2 separate regions of the Sus scrofa genome follow, and region 1 is linked to region 2. The links are chromatin contacts, called in public promoter capture Hi-C maps. All regions are on one chromosome and are shown on one strand. The core of a region is the stretch at or near the end of the contact, and the rest is flanking DNA. Distances in the headings are between cores, read along the strand shown.

The links. Promoter capture Hi-C pulls out the DNA fragments that hold promoters and counts their contacts.
Region 1: a promoter capture Hi-C map of liver shows a contact between it and region 2, with 2.7 times the contacts expected there. The contact joins the promoter of ZBTB18 here to the promoter of CEP170 in region 2. A contact is called at or near these places in 2 of 5 promoter capture datasets (fetal liver and liver) and 1 of 2 datasets of contacts at active chromatin or transcription factors (skeletal muscle).

Annotation. Positions count from the first base shown.
Region 1 is chr10:16,911,394-16,919,065 of Sscrofa11.1, forward strand. ZBTB18 (zinc finger and BTB domain-containing protein 18) reads left to right here and starts at 1,629. Exons shown (of 2, transcript XM_021064458.1): 1 at 1,629-1,749; 2 at 6,610-7,672. The coding sequence starts at 6,624.
Region 2 is chr10:16,187,157-16,194,308 of Sscrofa11.1, forward strand. It overlaps CEP170 (centrosomal protein of 170 kDa), which reads right to left and starts at 4,121. Exons shown (of 20, transcript XM_021064150.1): 1 at 3,711-4,121. SDCCAG8 (serologically defined colon cancer antigen 8) reads left to right here and starts at 4,022. Exons shown (of 16, transcript XM_021064181.1): 1 at 4,022-4,891. The coding sequence starts at 4,825.

The sequences.
Region 1 (7,672 bases), core at 379-2,878, 720 kb after region 2:
ACACTTTTTCAACTTACTTTATCCATCTGACCTGGAACAAAGTGAAAGCACATTTTGCCCAGTTGAAGAGTCTTCTGGCAAGTTGGGTCGCAACAGGCTTGCCAGTCCCAGTTCAGTTAACAAAGAATAAACACATTTCACTTGACATTTACTAGTGCACTAACTTCCTCACTCTGCAGTTTTCTATTTTATATTCTCAAACCATTTTTTTCACTTCTTATTCAACTTTTTACTTGTGATTCTTGCCTCCTCAACAAGATTTCCAGTTTCTTGAGGTTGAGGTTGCTACATGTCTTCGTGGCCCTGATCAACACAGTTTAACTGCAAAGAACAGGAATGGAATAAAAGTTTACTTGAAGGGAGGGAGAAGCGATACAACAGTCTGACATCTACCCTTGGTAGTTTAATTTTGTGGCTTGAGACATACCAATTACGGAATCAGGCTATGGCTTCTACAAGCATCAATTTTACTGCAGTTCTCTAGAATTTGGTCACTTGGGAATGGCTACTTGTAACAGTGCAAGGAAGTACACGTGACAAGAGGGTTCTCCGAGAACGACGGGCGCTCCGCCGCCGTGCCTGTGTCAAGATGCCTCGAGAAGGACGCCCAGAAACGGCCCGTCCGAGCCGGTGGTGTCCGCAGAGCCCGACGCGCACCTGCACACCGGGCAGCGCGGGTGGGCGCGAGGACGTCCCTTAGTCCTAAGCTCTGCGCTCCGGGGGACGAAGGCCTGGGCCCTCACAGCAGGAGCAGAGGGGGCCACCTAATGCCGGACTCAGGTCAAGTCTGTCCCGGGCGCCCTGCCTCCACGGATACCTGCTTAACTTCGAGCAGCCCAGCCCCACTACGTTTAAAAGTGTATTTACGGTTGTCAAGGAGCACACCGAAAAGCTTGCTCCGCACCCCCAGAGCGCGCGAGGCCTCCCAGCCTGGAAACAGGCCCCTCCCAACGCAGCTGTCGCCGCCGCCCGCGGGCTCCTTTCACTTTCTCACGGCCAAGTCCCCCAGAGGGGCGCCGCTGCCGCCACCGCCGCTGCGCCCGCCCGACGACTCCGCCCGCACCGCCTCGCTACCAGCCCCGCCCGCCCGGGTCCGCCCAGCCCAAGAGTTTCTGCTTGCGATTGGCTCGCGGGAGCGGCAGCTCCGGCTGGCCTCTCCCATTGGGTGGGCTCTCTTGTCAGTCCGACGAAAGCCCGCCACTGCCTCCGCCCCTCTGAAAAGCCGCCCTCCTATTGGAGGAGACTGCGTGCAGGGGGCGGGCGGGGAACCCGGTCCGGCCGCTTTCGGTCAATCGCAGCAGCCCAGCGCCGGGAGGGAGGGAGGCGGGGGGAACATCTGGCCGGCGCCGCCGCGTGCGTGCGTGGTGCGTCCCCCCGCCCCTCCCCCCGGCTCCCCCCGCCCCCCCCGCCACTGCCCCCCAGCCCGGGCTCCGCGCTCGCTCCTAGCTCGCTCGCTCCCTCGCTGTGTCTGGCAGGCTGCGGCCGCCGCTGGGCTGCTGCCATGGGGAGCCGTTGAGAGTGGGGCCTCTTCGCTCCGCCGCGCTCCTCCGGCTGCCAGCGGGGGTGGGCGGGCGGGAGGGGGCAGGGGGAGCGGGCGACGGAGCCGGGAGTGGGGGGCGGGGGGGCCGGGAGGGAGGGAGGGGGGCCCGCGGAGGAGGAAGCCCACCAAGTCCGGCGGCGGCGGCGGCGGCGGCCGGGAGGCGGAGGACGCGGCGGCGGTGGGGACGCGGTGACTTAGGGCCGCTCCGTGTGAGTCCCGGCGCCGGCCCCCGGCCCCAACCCGGCGTCCCCTCCGCGCCCCGGCCATGGCGGGCGGGGCGCTGGCTGTGCGGCCCCGGCCGGCGGGGCAGTGCGGGCGGGCGGCCGGGCGGCCGGGCCCCGTGAGTGGAGTTAGTTTGTGCGGGTGGAGCTGGGGGCGGCGGGGCGGGGGGGGCGCCGCAGCGGCGGGGGCCGGGCGCGAGGCCGGGCCGCCGCAGCTGCGGGTCGGGCGGGGTGCGGCCGGTGCAGCTGCGGCGCGGGGCGCGCTCCGGCCGGTGCAGCTGCGGCGGCGCCTCTCGGGGCGGGGGCGCGGGGCGGGGGCTTGGGAGCGGTGCAGCTGCAAGGCGGCGGGACGGCCGCCGCTCCGGGGACCCGTGCAGCTGCGGCAGCGCCCGCGGGGAGGCCCCTCCCGGGCCGGGGCAGTTGCCGGGGGCTCGCGCCTGGGCGGCGGGGAAGCGGTAGCCGCCTCCCTCCCCCGGCTTCTTACGACTTTTCTTTTGTTGTTGCCGTGACCTGGGTCTGTTTTCTCGTCTGTTGTTTAAGGTGTTTTCCTGCTGCACCGGCTCTACGCCCTCCGCCTCCTTCCCTGTGGTTTAACCTTCCTCTTTCCCCTAGTGTTTTATGCACAGCCAACTACGTAAAGATTTGCATTTCTTCCCCACTCCCCGCTCTTCACCCCCCCCCGCCCCCACCTCCTTGAAAAACAAAACCCAACCTCACAAAACCTCTCCGGACCCGCGGCTGCGAGGCGCAGAGGGGTTGATTTGTGGAGTGGGAGTCGCTGGCCCATTGCAGTGCTCGGGACTCGTTAAACTGTCACTCGCCATTCCCCCCGCCCCAGCCTAGCCCCCCGCCCCACCGGGTAAATGGGGTGATTAATGTCTGATATATTGGAATGAGGCGAGGGCATTTGTGCAGAATAGGTGGTGTGGCCGAGAAGGAATTTATTTCCAAAGAGTGCCTCCTGAAATAGGCATTCATAATTGTGTCATTCATCGCGAAGTTAGAGAAAGTTAGGTCTGTGACTTTGGAAAAGCGAGAAGCGCGGGATGGAGACCTTGGTCTTTGTTACTCTTTATTTAACTCTTGGCCGTGGTTTTCTAATGGGAGCGGAGTGGACATCCCCAGGACTGTGACACTTTGCGCCTCAGGCCCCAGCGCCTTTTCTGCTCCTCACCCTCAGAAGGGTCTTGTAGAGACGTGCTTGACATTCACAGATGTCGCAGCCCCTTGCAGGGCACCGGTCAGGCCGGCCCGGGTTACCTTAACAATTTCGTCAGCCGCTCTAAAAGGACCCACAAAGTCTAACTAAAAAAAAAAAAAAAAAAAAAAAAGTTCCCAACTTCCTAGACCTGGCTTCCCTTCCACTTCCCCCTTTCTCCCTGAAAGGTTTTCTTGTGATCATGAACATTACAGAGTGACCCACAAAAAAGATTGTTATGGGACACAGATCAAGGGGAAGACAGAGTTCTGCTCTTTCTGAGCAGAAAGTCAAATCAGATAGGCAGATGCAGCATTCACTGTAAATGGCTGTAGCAGGTTGTATGGGTTTATTAATTTGTCTCATTGAACTGAAGTACTTTCCAGGATTTCAGAAAGTGCAGTTTCAGTTTGTTGATACAGAGAGTTGAAATTTGCATTAACTGGCAGTGTGAGAACTGAGGAGGTAGTTGGAGAAAAGTTAGTTATATAAGAGTGAAGTATGAGATAATAAGGTGAACCAGTTTGAAGTGGTAGTTCTGAACAGTCTTCCAGCATTCTGAGACACGTATACCATTATCTCAGCAGGGGAAAAAAAAAAAAAAAGTGCCGTAATAATGTTGAAATGGGACTGGAGATGTCAAATGGGTTGGTTTAAAAATATCCCTAAGCTGCCTTTGCAACTAAACGTTGGAGTTGAATAAAAGTGAATCTGGATTTCCTGAATAGCACCGTGGCTTGAGTGTGCTGTCAGTATGTAAGCCAGTCCACCAACTTAAGACAGAAGTGTTGCTATTCCATAAATACAGTAGAACTCCATATGCTGAGTTTTTCAATTTCTTCTGTTAGAAAGTTTGGGGGGAAAAAAAGGGAGACTTTGAAGTATTTTGTTTATACTAACAGAAGAGAAAAGTTCTCCTAAGAAAAAGCTGGTGGCAGGAGTGTAGAGGAGTAGCATATGGCATTAAAAGGAGCACAGCTGGAGGTAGCATTTCCATCTGAACATGATGTCAGAGCAGCTGACAGCCTGCCATCCCTCAGCCTTTTATTCTAACACACAGACAGGGAGTTAGTGTGTGCGGATCTGTGGTGGAGAAGGTATCTCATTCCTCTCTAACATCATCTCCACTTTGCATCTGTCTCTCTTAGTCTGCTTTTTTTCCACCGATGTAACAGACCTGGAGCCAGCGAGACTCAGAGGGAAGGACTTAATCAGGTTTATGTGTCCTAAAGGTAGGAGTAGCAAGAGATTAGATCGAGCATATTTCTGTTTGGGTGTTTTGTTTATTTAATTTAAAAAAAAATCACATTACTTTGCTAATCCAGTTTAGGAATAAAATTTAAGAAATGGAGGATTAAATGAACATCTTATTGGCGTTGAAAGTCTTGGGCTTGTTTGGTTTTAATTTTTTATCCCTTTTGCTCGAGTGGGTAAATAACTTTAATATACAGAAATATTTCAAGTTGTGAAGTGTTAAGAAAAGCTTTGAAAGACTGCTTTTTGAGATCCCTTGGGATTAAAATGCTTTTTTGTTGTTGTTCACTGCTCTTTAGATTCCTTTTGCTTTGGGTTGGGGGGTGGGGGAGAAATAGTAAACTGTTTGGAATCCAGCATTCAAACTTACATGAGAAGATTATTCTAGTTAAGAAGCTAGATTGTTGTGTAATTAATTCCACTGTGAAACTTTATTCTTCAAAACATTCGGCAGCACTACTGAAACATACAGCTGTAGTGCTTTTGAAACCGAAGGTTTTTTTAAAAAGAGAAAAAACAAACAAACAAAAAAAACTTTGGTCCCCAGGAGAAGAGTTTGACTGGTTTCCTCATTTCTCTTTCAAATATATATTTAAGAGATCTTTTATTTCAGCATAACGATAATGATTTGCAGGAGTTTTTGTGTTAGCGACTAATTTAGAACTTGTAGATTTGAGCTGCCTGAATTGGCCAGACAGCTGTAATCGCACTCCTCTATTCTTAATCTCTTTATCTGGGCAGCAGCTGCCATATGGCCACAGTCAGCTGGATCAGATGTTTATAAGCTTCCTTCTTCGTCCCTCTCTGTCCTCTCAGCCTCCTAATTTGATCACGGCTACCTTGTGAGCTGCCCTCCAATCTTTATTTTTAGCCCTCTCAAGGATTAGGATTGATGTTAGCTGTGGGGCACTTAAAGTGATTGTATTGTAAATCTTGGGTTATTCCAGCAGCGGCATCTTGCAAAATGTACTGGGTTAAGATGAAAGTTTTAGTCCATCTTGGGCAAAGTGTAGAAGAAGCCGGGAAGTAATTTTTAAATATTAAATTAACATGTACCCATTCCCCAAATGCACTCTGTGAGATGGATTGTGTGGAATCTTGCTTTTGGTCAGAGGAAAGGGGAAAGGGGGGGGGGGAATCCTTTATTTTTAAGGAGTTGAATTTTGCAGCTGAATTGTGACCCTTTGCACATCTGTGTCTTGCCTCCCTCCATTTTACCCTCCTTTCCCAGAAAATAAGGGCAGCAATGCATATTTGAAAGAATAGAAGCTAGTGGGAAAACAAGATATATCAAGTTATGTTGAAACAAAGTATTTTCTGTTGACTGAGGTATGACAGAGGAAAAAAAAAATAGTTTCTCTTTTTCTAACAAGGCTTTTTTTTTTTTTTCTTGGATGTTGAACCTGTAAAGCTTTTGAGTTTCATTTGAAGGTAATATGCCTTTATTTAAAAGTTTGCATTCATTTTAATAAGGAACTCATTTGTTTTGCAACAGATCAAAGTTTAGATGAGAATTTTCAGAATTAAATAAAGCCCTCCTGGTTCCTAATAGTCTAGATGTACGCAGTTTACAAAGAAATATAACCGTTTCTTTTCTCCATTCATTAGAAAAAAAATTTGGATTTGTTCATAGTAAAGATGATCTTTTCCATCTGTTGGTGTCGTTCCTTCTGATCTCGTGCATGTGCGCAGTACCTGCAAATCTTAAGGCATTAACATCTGTTTTTATACACAGGGCTTTTGTTGTTGTAACACTCTGACTTTAAAAGTAAGTTGTTTGCTAATTTCTGGACTAATTATGCGATTTCATTTTTTTTTTTCTTCCTCGATGCAGCCAAATGTGTGTGTTTAAATTGTGCTTTCTAAGTGCAGTCAAGTAGCAAAAGTAAGAAAATAAAAAAGGATGGTTGAACAAGTTTTCTGAATCTTCCAGAATGTGTTTGGGACTTTTCTTTGTTCATCCTACGAGTTGTTCCCTTTGAAATTAAAGCTATTTTGTAGGTTTTGTAGGACATCATTTGACGATGAGAGTTAATTAAATTTCTTCTGAAAGAGACCTAAATTCTCATTCTCAGTAAGAGACCGTACTGAAATTAAGGCTTTTAAAACTCCACTAAAAGTTCGAGGAGGGTGGAGATGCATCCGAGACTGTTTGGCTGGGGTTAAGAAGTTTCCAAAGTGTCCATTTTTCTTCTCGCGTTTGGTTTTGTGTGTGTGATTTGGTAGTGCTTGGCTCATCAGCCTGATTAAGATTCAGGGACATGGACCTCGGCGGCCCAAGCTGGTTCTTTTTTTTTTTTTTTTCCTTCTTCTTCTTCTTTTTTTTCTTCATGGAGACTAGAGCATTGCAAAGTCGTTCCTGACCAGGCTCTCATGAGAAATGTCTCTCTTCCCAGGTTATGAAGACAGTATGGAGTTTCCAGACCATAGTAGACATTTGCTGCAGTGTCTGAGCGAGCAGAGACATCAGGGTTTTCTTTGTGACTGCACTGTTCTGGTGGGAGATGCCCAGTTCCGAGCGCACCGAGCTGTACTGGCTTCATGCAGCATGTATTTCCACCTCTTTTACAAGGACCAGCTGGACAAAAGAGACATTGTTCATCTGAACAGCGACATTGTTACAGCCCCAGCCTTCGCTCTCCTGCTTGAATTCATGTATGAAGGGAAACTCCAGTTCAAAGACTTGCCCATTGAAGACGTGCTAGCAGCTGCCAGTTATCTCCACATGTATGACATTGTCAAAGTCTGCAAAAAGAAGCTGAAAGAGAAAGCCACCACGGAGGCAGACAGCACCAAAAAGGAAGAAGATGCTTCAAGTTGTTCGGACAAAGTCGAGAGCCTCTCTGATGGCAGCAGCCACATGGCGGGCGATTTGCCCAGCGATGAAGATGAAGGGGAAGATGAAAAACTGCACATCCTGCCCAGCAAAAGGGACTTGGCGGCCGAGCCTGGGAACATGTGGATGCGATTGCCCTCGGACGCAGCAGGCATCCCCCAGGCTGGCGGAGAGGCCGAGCCACACGCCACAGCAGCTGGAAAAACAGTAGCCAGCCCCTGCAGCTCAACAGAGTCTTTGTCCCAGAGGTCTGTCACCTCCGTGAGGGATTCAGCAGATGTTGACTGTGTGCTGGACCTGTCTGTCAAGTCCAGCCTTTCAGGAGTTGAAAATCTGAACAGCTCTTATTTCTCTTCACAGGACGTGCTGAGAAGCAACCTGGTGCAGGTGAAGGTGGAGAAAGAGGCTTCCTGTGATGAGAGTGATGTTGGCACTAATGACTATGACATGGAACATAGCACTGTGAAAGAGAGTGTGAGCACTAATAACAGGGTACAGTATGAGCCGGCCCATCTGGCTCCTCTGAGGGAGGACTCGGTCCTGAGGGAGCTGGAGCGGGAGGACAAAGCCAGCGACGATGAGCTGATGACCCCCGAGAGCGAGCGCGTGCAGGTGGAGGGCGG
Region 2 (7,152 bases), core at 2,871-5,370:
TATTGATATAATTAAATACTGACTTATTCTCTGCTGTGTCTCATTTTTGTTTTTCAAATCTAATGCTTGGGCTTCCTTTCGACTTCTATGCTTTGTATAATATCTACTGGAGATAAGCAATTTTTACAAGGTTTTCTTTAACCTTGCTTTCATTGGTTTTCTTTCTACCTTTGACACAAAAGTGGGCTTTACTCTCAGCACATGTCAACTATGTCATTCTTTTTAGCCCCCTTCCCAAATCGTAATATACTATTGCATAATGATATCACCTAAACTGGACTATATATCCAGTTTAATCAACCCTACAACCCCACAGGTGTCTTCTTGTTCTTTTATGAAGCCCAAGAGGCTAACTCATTGCTGAGCACTTCCCTCAAGAAATATCAGAGTAAATAAAGACCCATTTCATCTAGGGTAGTTGATTATTATAAATCTTGATTATTAACAAGAGTTTATGAAACAAGGTAGTCTGAGGTTTCTCCCCATTAGAAGAAACCCATTTCTTATTGAAATACATCAGCACGTAATGCTCCAGACAATATATATTATTTACTCACCAAGGATTTTTCAAATGGTATGTAATTCCTCTTTTCTTATATTCCCAGAATTTGCAACTGTACAGATATTTGAGTTGGCAATTTAACACCACGCTGTTAGATGTTTATTAGAACACTGCACTGTTTAACTGCCCAATGTTCATGAAAAGAAGAAAAAAAATCACTACACCTTAATTAAAATAGCAAAAGTATTTTTCTGGGATAGAATTTTGTGAAATAAAAGACATGTTGGGAGTTCCCGTCTTGGCTCAGCAATAACAAATCCAACTAGGATCCATGAAGACAAAGGTGTGACCCCCTGGCCTCACTCAGTCCATTACGGATCCGGCGGTACTGTGAGCTGTGGTGCAGGTCACAGACACAGCTCAGATCTGGTGTTGCTGAGGGCTGTGGTGTAGGCCGGCAGCTGCAGCTCTAATTTGACCCCTAGCCTGGGAACTTCTATATGCCGAGGGTGCGGCCCTAAAAAGACCAAAAAAAAAAAAAAGTTGACAACAAGTTTAAACATGTTTAGTATTCAGTACTAGAAGAGTGATATGTGATTACCATCGGATACAACAATAAAACTAGTTTTTTGTTTTTTTTTTAGTGATAAAAGGAAATAAAAAACTGATAGTTGGAACAAACAAACCAAATCACTTAAGCACAGAGTTTTTTAAAAGTGTTTTGATATTTACATTAACAGGCATAATGTATGATAATTTTACAATATAAATTTCACTTCTAACACTAAATTGGAAAATATGCAGATGGTTATTTATTTCCATACAAAGTCATTTTAGAACATCATGAAATTTAACAGTAAGACAAATTTCAAGTTTAATATAATTCCACATGGTGAATTTAATTACAGATTACTTTTTAAGTAAGTTGAAATGTAAGCGATATACTAATTCTTTTGTTTTGCTTTGGCTCACTCGCAGCACATGGAAGATCCCAGGCCAGGGATCAAAATTTCACCTCAGGAGAGAACCTGAACCATAGCAGTGACAAGGCCAGATCCTTAACCCACTGGGCCATAAGAGAAGTCCATGATATACTAATTTTTTTAAAAAGTCTATTAAAGTGCAATGTAGAATTAAAGGATTAAAAAGTATAAGACAACAAATAAGCAATTTATGGCAAACTCAATTTCAACAAAAAAGCATACATTTAATTAAAAGTTCAACTTGAGTGTTCTCCTTAAAAAGTAAATTAAGCTGAAAATAATAAAATTCATTAACTGAAGAAAAACAAACCTCATAGGTTCTTGTTATGTGGCAATTTGATTTTTAAGAGTTTATATATAGTTGATCATACTATAAAATACAATATAAGACAACAGTACTAAAATACGGTTACTAATAAGAAGTAGGGGGAAAATTCCAACAGCTTTTGTTTTTAAGAAAAGCCCACTTAGGGTATCTTTTTCTATATCCTTAAGTTAATACATAAAACTATAGTTCTACATCATTAGTATTATTATCTTTACTTCAAAAGAAAAAGACTAGACTGCTACAACGGAGCTGTCAATGAACCTGACTGTCACAGACAACTCAAAGAGTCTGTAGAGAAGCTTTCCCTAAAAGCTGGGGGACTAGGGGAGACAGCTGGGAGCTCACATTGCAGAGACGTTGGTTTTATTTGACTCTGGCTTTCATGAGTATTTTGGCTGGACACACAAGTCAGTTCACTTTCCAAGTTTTACGTCTTCCTCTTGTCTCTGTTAAGTGCTTTTAGACTCTTCAGCTTTAAAACACCAAAATTCTACAAGATCTACAAAGTTAAGAAAAAGTAAAAGCAGCACTGGTTTTACTTTTTAAAAAATAATGGCAGAAAAATACAAAATGGTTTGTAACTTGCAATGTAATAGTTCCAGAACTGAATTCCTAAACCGTTGCAGCCTACCCAGCCAGGGTTATATCAGTGCAGACCTGGATACTGTATTTATAATATAACTGTCTCCTCTCAAATCAGTCCTCCACCTGCTCCTCCCCATTCTCCTTCAATCTCTCTTCTGTTTGTTTTAACCCCAGCAAATGGTTGTATGCATTGTAAGCTTAATAATCAAATCATTTTAAGAGATGCGTTTTCAATCAAGTGTATCACCTACTTTACCACATTTCTCCCAAGTGGGTGAATTTTCATTAAGAGAATAAAAATATCAGTTCAAAAAGTCAGAAAAAGAAATGTACCAGGCCTATTTTTTGTTTTGCATGCTTAAAAAACAAAACGGAAAGATGTTTCCTAACCTCCTCCCTTAGGAACACGAATGCGTTACCCACCCAATAAAAAAACAATTCCGCCGGTTCATTTTCCTGCTACACAACAGCTTCGTCGTCAAGGCCCTTCCTAGTCCATTCTTCATCGTCATCTAGTAATTTTATATTGATCACCTTGGCAAGGCTTGGACAGGCACTGTCCTTGTCTTCCAGAAGCTTTACATTCTCCAAATAAATAAAAACTCTGCTACACACTAAAAAACAAAGATTCTATGACTCGGGATACAAATCCCACATCTTCCCGCCCTGTGTTAGGCAGCTGCTAATTTTTCCTTCCCTTGCATAAAATGAAGGGACACATACCAAAGACCACATTTGAATCTCAGGACAATGAAGTCGACAGGAAGCCACTTTCTCCTCCCCCGGTTTACTACCAAGCTACAGCCTGCGCGGGTGCAGTCGCCTGGCGGGGTGCGTGACACCACGTCTTCTACGCCCTCCCACCGCGTCCAAAAGGCTCCTCGCCGGACCCCCCAAATCACCCCACACCCCCAAAACAACCACACAATAAGGATCGACACCGAGCTGCTCGGACCGGGAAATATCCCTTCACCAGCGGCAGCGCAGCCATTCCCTCCACTGCTCCGCCCGCACCCCTGCACACTGCTTGGGCGGAGCGGCTGCACAAAGCCGGGAGAGCCCAGACGACTCAATACGTGGACACAAGCGGGGAAGCCGGGCCGCAGGACTGGGGGACGCGGGGGGGGAGGGGAGGGGCGGCCCCGCCGGGTCCCGGGTCCGGGGCGGGGGCAGCGCGCGGAGCCTACGGGAAGCGCCCCTCGCCGCCCAGCCCGCACCCCGCCCGCCGCGGGCCGCGCCCGAGCCCCGGCTGCAAACCGGAGGAGCAGGATGTGGGAAGACGGCGGCGACGGCATCAGAGTGCATCACTTACCCCTCACTGCTGAGAGGCACCGGACCGGGGGGCGGGGCGCGCCGCGTCCCGTGAGTCTCTCGCCAGCTTCCTCCCCCACCCCGTCGTCGTCGTCTTCGTCGTCGCCGCCGCCGCCGCGATCGAGCTCCTGGCCCCTCCGCGCCGCTGGGCAATAACGTTATTCCACACACGCTCCGCACATAGCGGTAACGGCAAGGAGCGGCCGCCCAGTGCGCAGGCGCCAGGGGAGAGGGCGAAGAGCCCGGCCCTACCCCTGCTCCGGCCCAGTCCCGGCGAACTTCTACTGCGCAGGCGCCAAGCACAGACAATGAAAAGGGGTTGTGTGGGGGGTCTCACCCACAGGCCTCGCCAGCTGCCGACTGCGCAGGCGTACACCAAAGACCTGCTTCAACAATGAGGAGGACTGGGCTTTAGCTGGGACCGCAACCCGTAAGGACTACATTTCCCAGCGGGCAGTGCGTCAACTCCTCCAAACTGAGGTCGGGTGGCCAGCTGGGTGTGCTAAAATTTGTAGCGTCAGCCGCTTTCACAATTTAGGCTGTTTGGGAGATTCAGAGCTTCTTTTTCCTGAGAATTTATTTGGCGGTGTTGGCAAAAGTTGTGGCTGAAGAGTGTAGAATTTATTTGCGTTCTTGAGACGCCTCAAGGGTCAACTGCATTCTAGCGAACTTAAAAGAATCAAGGCGTTCAGTGAGTGCTTTCTGTCAGATGGTCCAAACACACGATGGGATGGAGGCAGGACCAAGACAGGCAGCGCTACAGAAATGGGCGGAGCCTCCAAACGGTCTCTTGGCGACCAGATCTGGCAGCCAAACTGCTGAAGCGTGAGCTTGGAGCGCGTTGCCCTCTGGGAATTGTAGTTTGTTTGGGAGGGCGCCTGGGAACTTGAGACAGTAATCCCGGAACACGAGGACTACAATTTCCGAGGTCCACCACAAGGGCCCGTGGGTGGGAAGAGGCCCGGCTGGCTGCGTCTGGGATTCCGCGCTCCGGGTTGACAGCCGCGGCAGGAAGCGGGTGGGCGCCTGTGGGGCGCTGGGGCCTCTTATTCTCGGAGAGGAGAACCCTGGACACTACCCCACGCAACTCCCGTCTCTGAGCTCCGAGTGTGTGCATGGCGAAATCTTCGGAGAACTCTACCCTGGAGGAGATTCTGGGGCAGTATCAACGGAGTCTCCGGGGTGAGTTGCTCCGAACCTTTGCCCTAACCCCTTAATACCAGGGTCTCGTGGACGGGAGCTGACCAGGTGCATTTCCTAACGGCTTGGTTCGGCCCAAGCCAGAGTGCAGAGGAAGAAGCTGGATGTTGCTGTGATCTTTGAGGGAAGGCTAAATAGTTATTACGGTTAAGCAGCATCGCTTCCCTTGATTCCCATAGTTCCCATAGTTACCTGAACCAACTCCCTGATCTTGTCTTGGGCATCTTTTTCACCCGACGCCCGCAAAATCTCTAGGACGCTTCTATGAGTGTCGCCCACTTCCCCTACATCTCTCTTTTTAATCCAGTACATTTCTGATGCGCTCTTTTTACACATTCGAATTATAGTATGCTGGGTTGGATGTGATTTATTGGACAAGGAAAAAACACACTAATAATTATTTTAGTCACAACAGCTTCTATTTAGCGGCCCAGGCTATTTACACACATTAAATCACTTAAAACTTAACAACAGTCTTATGAGTGACCCTCTTCTACACCTGGGGACCTGGTGCAAGGAGGTTAAATTAGGCCAAAGCCGACCCAGCTGGTTAGTGGCAGAGCCTGGTATTAATTCAGTCAGGCTTGTCTGCCTTAAAAGCTTAAAAGCCTATGTTTTTTCTTTCTCCCTTTCTTTCTGTCTTCCTTCCTTGCTTCTTTCTTTCTTCTTTCTGCCACACCTGTGATCTGTGACGTGTGTGTAAGTTCCCAGTCAGGGATTGAACCCATGCCTCAGCAGCCACCTGAGCCACTGCCATGACTCTGTTGGATCCTTAATCCTTAAAAGTTTCATTAAGGAATATTAGAGGTCCCACTGTGGTGCAGTGGGCTAAGAATGACTGTGGAGGCTCGGATTGCTGTGTAGGCAAAGGTTCATTAAGGGATCCTTAACCCACCTGGCCTCCACCGTGGGTTAAGGATCCCTTGTTGCCACAGCTGTAGCACAAGTTGCAGCTATGGCTCCGATTCAATCCCTGGCCTGGGAACTTCCATATTGCCACGAGTGGGGCCATTAAAACATTTTTTTTTTAGGATTCATTATTCTCCTAGACGTCATTCACTCTATTTTCTGTTCTTTTGCATTTCTTAAACCTCTTGGTTTTAACGTTTATGACCATTATTTTTACCAGAGTAATAAAAAGCCAGTAGAACTCCATTTTTTATTCCCTACAACCATTGAGGTAAAATGAGCAAAAGACAGGGTTTAACAGCTAAAAAAGGGATATTTTATAAGTAAACAGTCAAGCCTGAAGTAATGTAGAACCAAAACAATGGTTTAGTGTTAGGCGATTGTAGGGGTGTTTTCAGATGGTAAACAGGTTTGGACAGAAAAAAGAGATAAAGTTATAAAGTTAATCACGCTTTTGAGATACTAAGAATAATTGTATTATCTCTTTGAGATGTTTAAAAGACTTAAACCAATCATTTCACCCGTTTGTGCTAAGGTCTTCCACCTTTTCATTTAGTGGTACTCCTCAGAGGCCAAAAAGTAGGGACGGTACCTTGACATGCACTTGTGTACTTGCTGAAGCAACCTTGATTATGGGGGAGCTTCATTAAAACCCGCTGGGATAGTAATAGCAGTGACCACCTAAGGGAGTTATAGAAAGTGGCCTTAGAGTACAGCTATTGTTTCACGTACTTAGGTCTGAAAACAAGTTGAAACTAACTATGAATTCCAAGCTCTTTTTTTTTCCCCCCGCTTTTTGCTTTTTAGGGCCGCATCTGCAGCATATAGAAGAAGTTCCCAGGCTTGAATCGGACCTATGGCCACTAGCCTGCACCGCAGCCACAGCCATGTAGGATCTGAGCGAGCAGCGTCTGCGACCTACACCACAGCTGGTGGCAACGCCGTATCCTTAACCCCCTGAGTGAGGCCAGGGATCGAACCTGCATCCTCATGGATCCTAGTTGGGTTTGTTGACCGCCGAGCCACAGAGGGAACTCCCCCAAGTTCTTAATTATGGCGGCTTTAACACCTGGGTCAGAAGCACCTCCTCACAGTAGTGATGGCCCGGGTTTGTACACTGCCCACCACGGTGGCAGACTAGCCCATTGTCCTGCCCACTCTTCATTAAGACATGGCCGTAGTTAAAATGTAGTAATGTGGGAAGTCTCTCTTCAGGACTGAACAACAGCTCTCATGTTATTACTTTAAGTCAGCAGTTCTCATCTGGGGTGACTGTTTTCCACCCAGGAGATGATTGGTCATGTCTAGATGCATTTTTGGTTGCTGCAGCTGGC